Linked DNA regions of Sus scrofa: regions 1 and 3 are each linked to region 2. A link is a contact called in public Hi-C data. All regions are on one chromosome and are shown on one strand. Each heading gives the region's core, a stretch centred on a gene start, on an enhancer-like site or on the middle of the called end of the contact. The rest is flanking DNA. Distances are from core to core; before and after follow the strand shown.

Region 1 (2,700 bases), core at 62-2,561, 290 kb after region 2:
CCATCACAAGTCAGGCATTTTAGCTTTCAAGTCTATCAGATGCCACAAGTGTGCTTTCAAAGAGTCTCTCTCTTAATAGTTTTTACCTCCACAGAACCATCGGAAAGTAATATTTAAAAATTCTTAAGGCTAGGATGACAGTTCACCAACCTCCTTCCTACATAATTTTGACAAGTTTAGAAAGCACAGAAAAATTTCCTCACAACCTCTGGTCTTCATTTGCTACCCTTTCTTCAAGTTTTTGGCTTATCTTTCTAGCACAACTTTAGAGTTCTAGAAGTATATAAACTATTTTAAAAATTTGCTATCTTACAAATCATACAAACCAATAATTATTTATCATTTTAAATGTCATTTTATAAGTCCATGGGAAAATAGGTACTGATGTCCTCATTTTGGTAAAATTTTAAGGTCTTGCTGCTGTAGTATATCTAGGCCTTCAACACATTTCTTTAATGGTGAACTGTGACCTACAGTGAAACTTAAGCATGTTTGGAAAATACATGGGAAGTTGGGTCTCGGTACTCAGCACCAAAGTACCTGCAGGAAGGCTACAAATACACTATGTGGAAAACATTTGTTCCTACCAAACACTAGAAATGGTTATCAGTCTTTCGTTCCTTTTATCTCTATTTTAACTTGACTAAGTATTTCTTCAGCTGGCTTTGTTTGTGCTCTCTGTCCTTTGCTGTGCCTGTTTAACTGAATCAGAAGGCCGGACGGTGAGGCCACGACTTCCCAATAAGATTTAATTATGAGTGCAGATATGAACAAGATTTAGACTATTAAGCTTTGCACTTCAAAAAAACTTTTAACATATTTTGCCTTTAAATCTTTTATCACCTGCAAAAATTAATTAAGTACAGATGTAGCAGGTTCGCTTTGGATGCCAGGGTTCATTTCCTGTCTATGCTTTGTCAGACAACCTATTACACCTCCTCGTGAACTGGAGGCAAACCGAAAACGGGGCTCATAAATCACCAGTCAGCTCTCTTTTGCCCTTTCCTGGGTTGGTCCTTTGGTATGGGGCAGATCTCCAGCTCATTATTCATGAATATACTACAGACAACATGCCAAGTGTCATCTGCATTTAAACAAACCATTTGTTAAACAAATTATAACTATTGTGTAAGAATGTATCATGTTAAAATGCAAGATGAATCTAATGCCTCTGACTTTTAATCACTCAGGGTTCCTGCCGGGAGTCATCCCAAACTGGCATACATGATCTGAGATCTTTTCAGAAAGAATGACATGCTGACTTGTTTTAATAATACCACTGTTGCACAACAAGCAACATGATTGCTAACCAGGGGAAGTAGCCAATTGGTTACCAAAGCAACAGCATTCTTTCCAGCACATCTGACTATTTAAAGTCTATATTCTGTAGGGAAAAGTAAATTCAGGTTCTGTTGGGTTATTTTAACTGTGGAAGTATCAATTCATTTAAGGATCATAAAAGTTGCCCTGATCTGCGCCTTCTTCTCATTAAATTGCAGTTAACACCATGAAAGTGAAACGTGAATGTTTATGGTTTCAGAACTGCAATTCTGAATTTAATGAGTTTCCACATTCAAAGGAAACACACCCTTCAGTTGTTTGCAAGTGCTAAAAGCAAAGCAACCTAACAGAGAAATACAAATTCGCTCCCTTTTATCTAGAGTCACTGAAAATGCAGCTCTGGCCAGGAATACATACCAGATCTACAATCAATATCTTGCTTATATTTAGTTGGTCTCTCAAGTATTTGGCGGTAATTGCAACTGAATTAAAAAAGCAGAACCCCCTGCGGAATAGAGAAGAACAGAGAAATAAGAAAGCAAATCAGCCAGGAAAACCATTATAAATAATGTTCAGAGCATTTTTTAAAATGCTATATGATCTCTGAAGCCATAAATCTGCTTCTGGGAGTACCTCGCAAGATTTCTCAGTCCATCTGCTAACAATTAGAGGCTTCAGAGACATGCACGGGGCAGGTGACCGCCAGGAACCGTGGCGCTTGGAGATGGGCAACAGTCCCTGGTACTTACATGGCTGTGGATTCTTCAGCATGATGGCCTGGGGGCCTCACAACAGCAAAGCCATTCTGTAAGAATAAGACAGATTTTCAGTGATCAGATATGAGAGAACTGCTTGGATCTCCATGTACTACGTAGCATCAGGAACACACAAAAAGACTAAAATCTGTAAAAGGCCTCAGAGCTTGTTTTCTTGACTCCATTACCATTTCACAGAATGAACAGAAACAATATATATGATCACATTTTCTCAGATCTTGTCTCGAAAGTTCCCACAGAGCCAGAAGAATAGTGATTTGGGAGTTGTACCTAGCTGGCAAAGAGCACATCAGCTGTTATACTACCATGATTCATTCTCAAGAACAATTTCTTATTTTATGACACAAGCATCCTAGAAAAGGAGAATAAATTCACTCTTAGTGCAGGTTTGGGTCAAAGTTCAGAAAGACCAGAGACAATCCAAAGTGAAAAATCTTTAGCTGGATTCCCTCAATGATTATTTCTACTCCAATGTCAGCAAAATGATAAATTTACACTCACATACTCACATACACACAAAAGAAACCCCAGAAAGGTGAAAAAGAGAACAATGGAAAGCCCATATTTCTTCCAGTCTATAAATTTCACTTGGATGACTGCCAAGACTTGCAACTTTATTGGATTCCCTAAGTCAATTTCTAGC
Region 2 (2,700 bases), core at 141-2,640:
TAACACCCTCTTCGAGGCTCTTTGTTGTTACTTATTAGATAGAGACGCTTAAAATGTAAAAATGTCTAAATAATCGTAATGCGTTTGAGGCGCCCGAAACCTAATTTCTCACTGTACCTCCTAGGAGTGAGGGGTGGGGAAGGGGGCTCTTGCAGCCGTCAAACCCGCGTGTCCAGGAATTACTGAACCCCCATCTCTCTCAAAGCCGATCTTTAGAGGTCACAATGCAGGGCCTTATGTGGAAGTAGGGTGGGGATGAAATGACCACAGGGTACTCCACCATGGGCTAGCAGCTCAGGCAATCAGGGCCTCGGGCAAAGACGCTGCGCTGCCCCCCTCCGGCCCTGCTACCTTCTCCAAGGACAGGCCTGATTTCCGCGGGAGAATGAACTTCTGCCTCTTTCTAGCACCTTCGGAGAAGCAGACCTTTGGGCGTTGGGAAAAGTTAGATTGGGTTACTGTGAAGGGAAAAGAAAGGCCCAGATGCTTCTCCAGGAAGGATGAGAGAACAGGCCCGGACGCAGATCTGCAGTCCCCAGCGCAGCCACGTCTTCAGAAACGCCCAAGATCTCCAGGCCAGCCACGGTGGTTTGGCCCTGGTGACTCCAGGAGCCCGTCTACCTGACTATACACTGGGCTATGCCTTTGCCAGTTTTCTTGCCATTTCCCCCGCCCCAGCAATCTCAAACCCGCCCCACGGACCTAGAGGGTAGTGGGGCAAGCTGAAACTTAACCCACTGCGTAGAAGCTGTCGCCGCCGCTGCTGTCACAGTCACTCCGGGAGAGACCGACACCGCAGTGGGGACAGTCCCCTCCCGCCGCTTCCCCGGGCTGCGCTTCGGTGCGGGGGCGCGGCCGCGGGCTCCGGCGCGGAAGGAAATAGCCCCGCGCCCCGCGGGCGTAGGGCAGCAGGGAGGGAAGGGGGAGGGCAGCAAGGAGGCGGGCAGAGGGGCCGGCCGCCTGGGCCAGGTCGTTTTTGAATGGTTTGGGAGGACGAATTGTTAGACCCCAGGAAGGGGGGGGTGGGGACGGAGAAGGGGGGCTGGAAAGCGGAAACTTTCCTATAAAACTTCGAAAAGTCCCTCCTCCACACGTCAGGCCAATGACACTGCTGCCCCCAACTTTCCGCCTGCACGGAGGTATAAGAGCCTCCAAGTCTGCAGCTTTCGCCCAACTCCCAGACACCTCGCGGGCTCGCCGGCACAGGCAGCGTTTCCAGAAGGCCGAGTGGGGTGTGCGTGCGGCCGTTGGGCGCCTTCTTTTTGGACCTCGGGGCCATCCACACCGTCCACTCCCCCTCCCGCCTCCCTCCCCGCCTCCCCCGCGCGCCCTCCCAGCGGAGATTCTCCTCGTCCCTCCTCCCGCTCCCTCCTCCGCGGGCCGCATCGCCCGGGCCGGCGCCGCGAGCGGGGGAAGCTGGCGGGCTGAGGCGTCCCACTTTCCTCCTCTTCCCCGGGCCGCCGCTCTGCCCCGGGCCTGCGAGGCCGCGCCTTGCCGCCCGAGAGATGATGCAGGACGTGTCCAGCTCGCCAGTCTCGCCGGCCGACGACAGCCTGAGCAACAGCGAGGAGGAGCCGGACCGGCAGCAGCCGCCAAGCGGCAAGCGCGGGGGGCGCAAGCGGCGCAGCAGCCGGCGCAGCGCGGGGGGCAGCTCGGGGCCCGGCGGGGCCGCGGGCGGGGGCGTCGGAGGCGGCGAGGAGCCTGGCAGCCCGGCCCAAGGCAAGCGCGGCAAGAAGTCTGCGGGCTGCGGCGGCGGCGGCGGCGGCGCGGGAGGAGGCGGTAGCAGCAGCGGCGGCGGGAGTCCGCAGTCCTACGAGGAGCTGCAGACACAGCGGGTCATGGCCAACGTGCGGGAGCGCCAGCGCACACAGTCGCTGAATGAGGCGTTCGCCGCACTGAGGAAGATCATCCCCACGCTGCCCTCAGACAAGCTGAGCAAGATCCAGACCCTCAAGTTGGCGGCCAGGTACATCGACTTCCTCTACCAGGTCCTACAGAGTGACGAGCTGGACTCCAAGATGGCCAGTTGCAGCTATGTGGCCCACGAGCGGCTCAGCTACGCCTTCTCGGTGTGGAGGATGGAGGGGGCCTGGTCCATGTCCGCGTCCCACTAGCAGGCGGAGCTCCCCACTCCCTCGGCAGGGCCGGAGACCTAGGTAAGGACCAGCGTCTCTGCGCCCCTTGTCGGCTCAGGTGGCAGACCCACTGACGGTCAGGCCGTGGCTCCCCGTCCACCTAGCCTTCCTGCTTGTGTCCCACTCCCTTCTCTACTTTCCCACCCAACCTGGCACCGCCACCTCATCCCCGGAGCGTCCCTGGAAGACAGCTCAGTCCCCTCTAGGGAGAGAGGGATGCGCCCTTGAGAACCGTGTGCGTGTGCGTGATGAGTGTTCGTGACAGACAGGAGGCAAGACTGAGAAAGAGTCGAGGGTCATTGGTAAGGAGAGTCTTGCCAGCGCCTCCCTTTCTTTTGGCTTTAAGTTTTCCTTCTCCTTAAAACAAATGTTTCCAAATTCCACCTCCTCCTTCTTTTCCGCCCACCCACTTCCTCTTGCCCTTGGGCTGAAATCCTTCCAGGTTGTTCAGCGTAATTTCTCCGTGGTGGTGATAAGAACAGTGCTCACTAGTCTTAGAAAACAGCCACAGAGACCTAAACAATAACCAACTTTCCTCCCTCTGGGTTTTTGCAGATGTCATTGT
Region 3 (2,700 bases), core at 181-2,680, 350 kb after region 2:
AATCTCTCTGCATTCCACTTTCTGTCAATTTCTCCACGCATGCATATACACATGCACACACACACACACTCAACCACAGGCCTTTCCTTCCCAAATTTAAGGATGCCTCCCACTTGTTTTAAAAGGGCACATTTTCAGCATTATAATTGAAATTATAAATGTTAATTTCCCCTTATAATTGCTCTCCAAAATGTCTGCCTACTACATGTCATACACTTGTTTTTGAAATGTTAGGATCAGTTAACATAAAACCATTTTGAAATAATATTGAATTGGGTGAAAAAGCCCAACAATTTAGAACTGACATAATAGGTTTATTTGAAAGAAAGGGACCAAAAAAAAGTCCTAAAATGCCTTTTTAGTTAAAACACTTAAAACATGATTCTTTTGGCACATGAATTGTTATTCTATTATAAAAGATTATTAATTAACGAATAGAATTGTTTCAACTAAAATAAGGTTTTGTCATCAACTTTCTTCAAAATCTGTTGTTTCTATCACTCATATAAAGTTTAATAAAGCCCTGAAACATAAATTTTAATTTTTTTATATTTTATTTTTTATTATTTATTTATTTATTCTTTTGTCTTCTCAGGACCGCACTCGTGGCATATGGAGGTTCCCAGGCTAGGGGTCTAATGGGAGCTACAGCTGCCAGCCTACACCACAGCCACAGCAACACCAGAGCCAAGCTGCACCTGCAACCTACACTACAGCTCACGGCAACACTGGATCGTCAACCCACTGAGCAAGGCCAGGGATCAAACCTGCTACCTCATGGTTCCTAGTTGGGCTCATTTCCACTGTGCCACAACGAGAACTCCTATTTTATTTTTTTATTTTAAACCTGATAATAATGCTTTGAAAAATCATAAAGATTACGTTTTTAGTTTTCTATCTTCCAACCACTTTACTATTTAATTCCATAGTTAAAACATACATTACATAGATTACATTAAGATTTAAAATGCAATCTTACTATAAAATATAGTATTCTAGGTATAGTGATAAGGAGTTTTCACTTCAAATAAGTTGTATTATGCCCTTTGTCTGTTAAGGTAATAGAAAAAAAGAGCCGAAAGACACAGAAGAATGTAAAAACACCCCCCCCCCTTTTTTTCAGTCTAAAAACATAAGCAAGTAAACTCTCCAATGTATTTATTCCCATAAACTAGGAACAGCGAAGAAATGTTATTCAAATAAAGGCTAATTTGAAAGTAAACATCATGAAACTTTCACTGTCATTTTTTCTCTAATGTAGAATTTTCTTAATCTACATTGGCTTCTATTGTAAGACTCATTCCACAGAGCAATGCTGTAGGAAAAGCTGATTTTTTGTCACAGTGCTTGCCAAGTATGTTGTACTGACAGCAGCATTGACTAATGATAGTGCTGGAATGTGCTGTTCTCAGTAGAATGGAGGGTTATACAGACCTAAGAGTGTCCTGGGGTCCAGCTTCTGTCCGTCCAGGGGGTTAGTGCCATACAACAGTGAGTGATGTTCAGAATGAACAAGCTGTATTTCCTCCAGGCTGGCTTTTCGACCTTGAATTCGCTGAAAGAAAACAGCAGAAGCCTATAGTACTTCACTGACAACATTCAGAAGAAAGTAAGACCCCAAGTCACATTTAGGATGATTAATAATGGGCTGAGTTTCATCATGTAGGAATGTGACACTGATTTGCTTAGTAACGTACCACAGCAATATTTGGAAAATGAGTGTATATGAGGTTCAGGTCCAATGGATTGCTATACCTATAAAAATTTGCGATACCTATAAAAATTTAGTAATAATTTAATTTAATAATAATTTAATAATTAATTTAATAATAATTAACAGTTAACTCCTTTGTAAAAGTATAAACTTAAAAACAAATGGGAGCTACTGAGTAGCTAAAAATAAATTCATTAAACTTTTACTTTACGCTCACCTGAAGAAGTTGTTGAAACAAATTCCTTACTGTTTATCAAAGGACATAAGTCAATGCCAATATATTTTATGTATTTGATTATTACCCATATGCTAATCACTTCATGTGTGTGTTTCTCACAGTTGTATTCATCTAGACCAATTATTCAAAGAATGTCCTTTGGGATCAGTAACAGTTCAGGAACTGTTTGTGAATGATCTTTGAGGAGGTCTGCATAAAAACTGACAGTAAATACTTAAAAACTTTTTTTTAATCTGACAAAGTATGTTTATATCTATTGAATCAAATATAATCTTGTATGTCTTCAATCTTTATTTCACTACTGCAGCATCTCATTTTAATGTATCTTATTTTTTAAAAAAAGCATTGGTCTGTGACAGAATGGAAATTAAACCAAGATAATAGCTGCTGTTAAGTCAGAGATAGTTTGAGACACTCTAGACTCAGTCAAAATTTTCATACATATGCTGGGCAAAAGCTTTCACTTCAACTAACAAAGAATGGTCCTTCAGCATAGACAAAACTATGAATTAAGTTAAACCTCTGTTGTGTCAATGGACAAAGAGTTCTCCCTGGTCACATTTCTCAGTTGGCACATCTTTTAGGCCAAAAAACATCATGCTGGTGTATGGAGTTAACTGGCCTTATTTTTTTTAACTGCTGTGCTTGCTAAAATTACCAAGACAGTATTATTATTTCAGTTAAAATGTGTGTCATAATAAGACACCTGTAAGATAATATACTAACAGGGAACTACAGTGAAACTCAA

What was found. A called contact is a pair of places that touch in the nucleus more often than the background predicts.
Region 1: a Hi-C map of embryonic fibroblasts shows a contact between it and region 2, with 6 times the contacts expected there. The contact joins the enhancer-like site here to the promoter of TWIST1 in region 2. A contact is called at or near these places in 4 of 47 Hi-C or Micro-C datasets (adipocytes, embryonic fibroblasts, fibroblasts and 1 more).
Region 3: a contact with region 2 is called in a Hi-C map of adipocytes, with 5 times the contacts expected there. The contact joins the enhancer-like site here to the promoter of TWIST1 in region 2. A contact is called at or near these places in 7 of 47 Hi-C or Micro-C datasets (adipocytes, embryonic fibroblasts, fibroblasts and 2 more).

The regions. Positions count from the first base shown.
Region 1 is chr9:88,002,757-88,005,456 of Sscrofa11.1, reverse strand. HDAC9 (histone deacetylase 9) reads right to left here. Exons shown (of 28, transcript XM_021102482.1): 21 at 2,031-2,086; 22 at 1,699-1,786. Among named protein-coding and RNA genes, the nearest start is that of TWIST1, 290 kb to the left of the region's middle. Within about 2 kb of position 1,311, at least 10 of the 83 cell types and tissues checked have an H3K27ac peak or open chromatin away from gene starts, as enhancers often do. A contact at or near this core is called in subcutaneous adipose tissue, where this site is marked.
Region 2 is chr9:88,288,821-88,291,520 of Sscrofa11.1, reverse strand. TWIST1 (twist-related protein 1) reads left to right here and starts at 1,390. Exons shown (of 2, transcript XM_003130192.5): 1 at 1,390-2,156; 2 at 2,691-2,700. The coding sequence starts at 1,506. The coding sequence ends at 2,114.
Region 3 is chr9:87,936,596-87,939,295 of Sscrofa11.1, reverse strand. It overlaps HDAC9 (histone deacetylase 9), which reads right to left. Exons shown (of 28, transcript XM_021102482.1): 18 at 1,435-1,555. Among named protein-coding and RNA genes, the nearest start is that of TWIST1, 350 kb to the left of the region's middle. Within about 2 kb of position 1,430, at least 5 of the 83 cell types and tissues checked have an H3K27ac peak or open chromatin away from gene starts, as enhancers often do.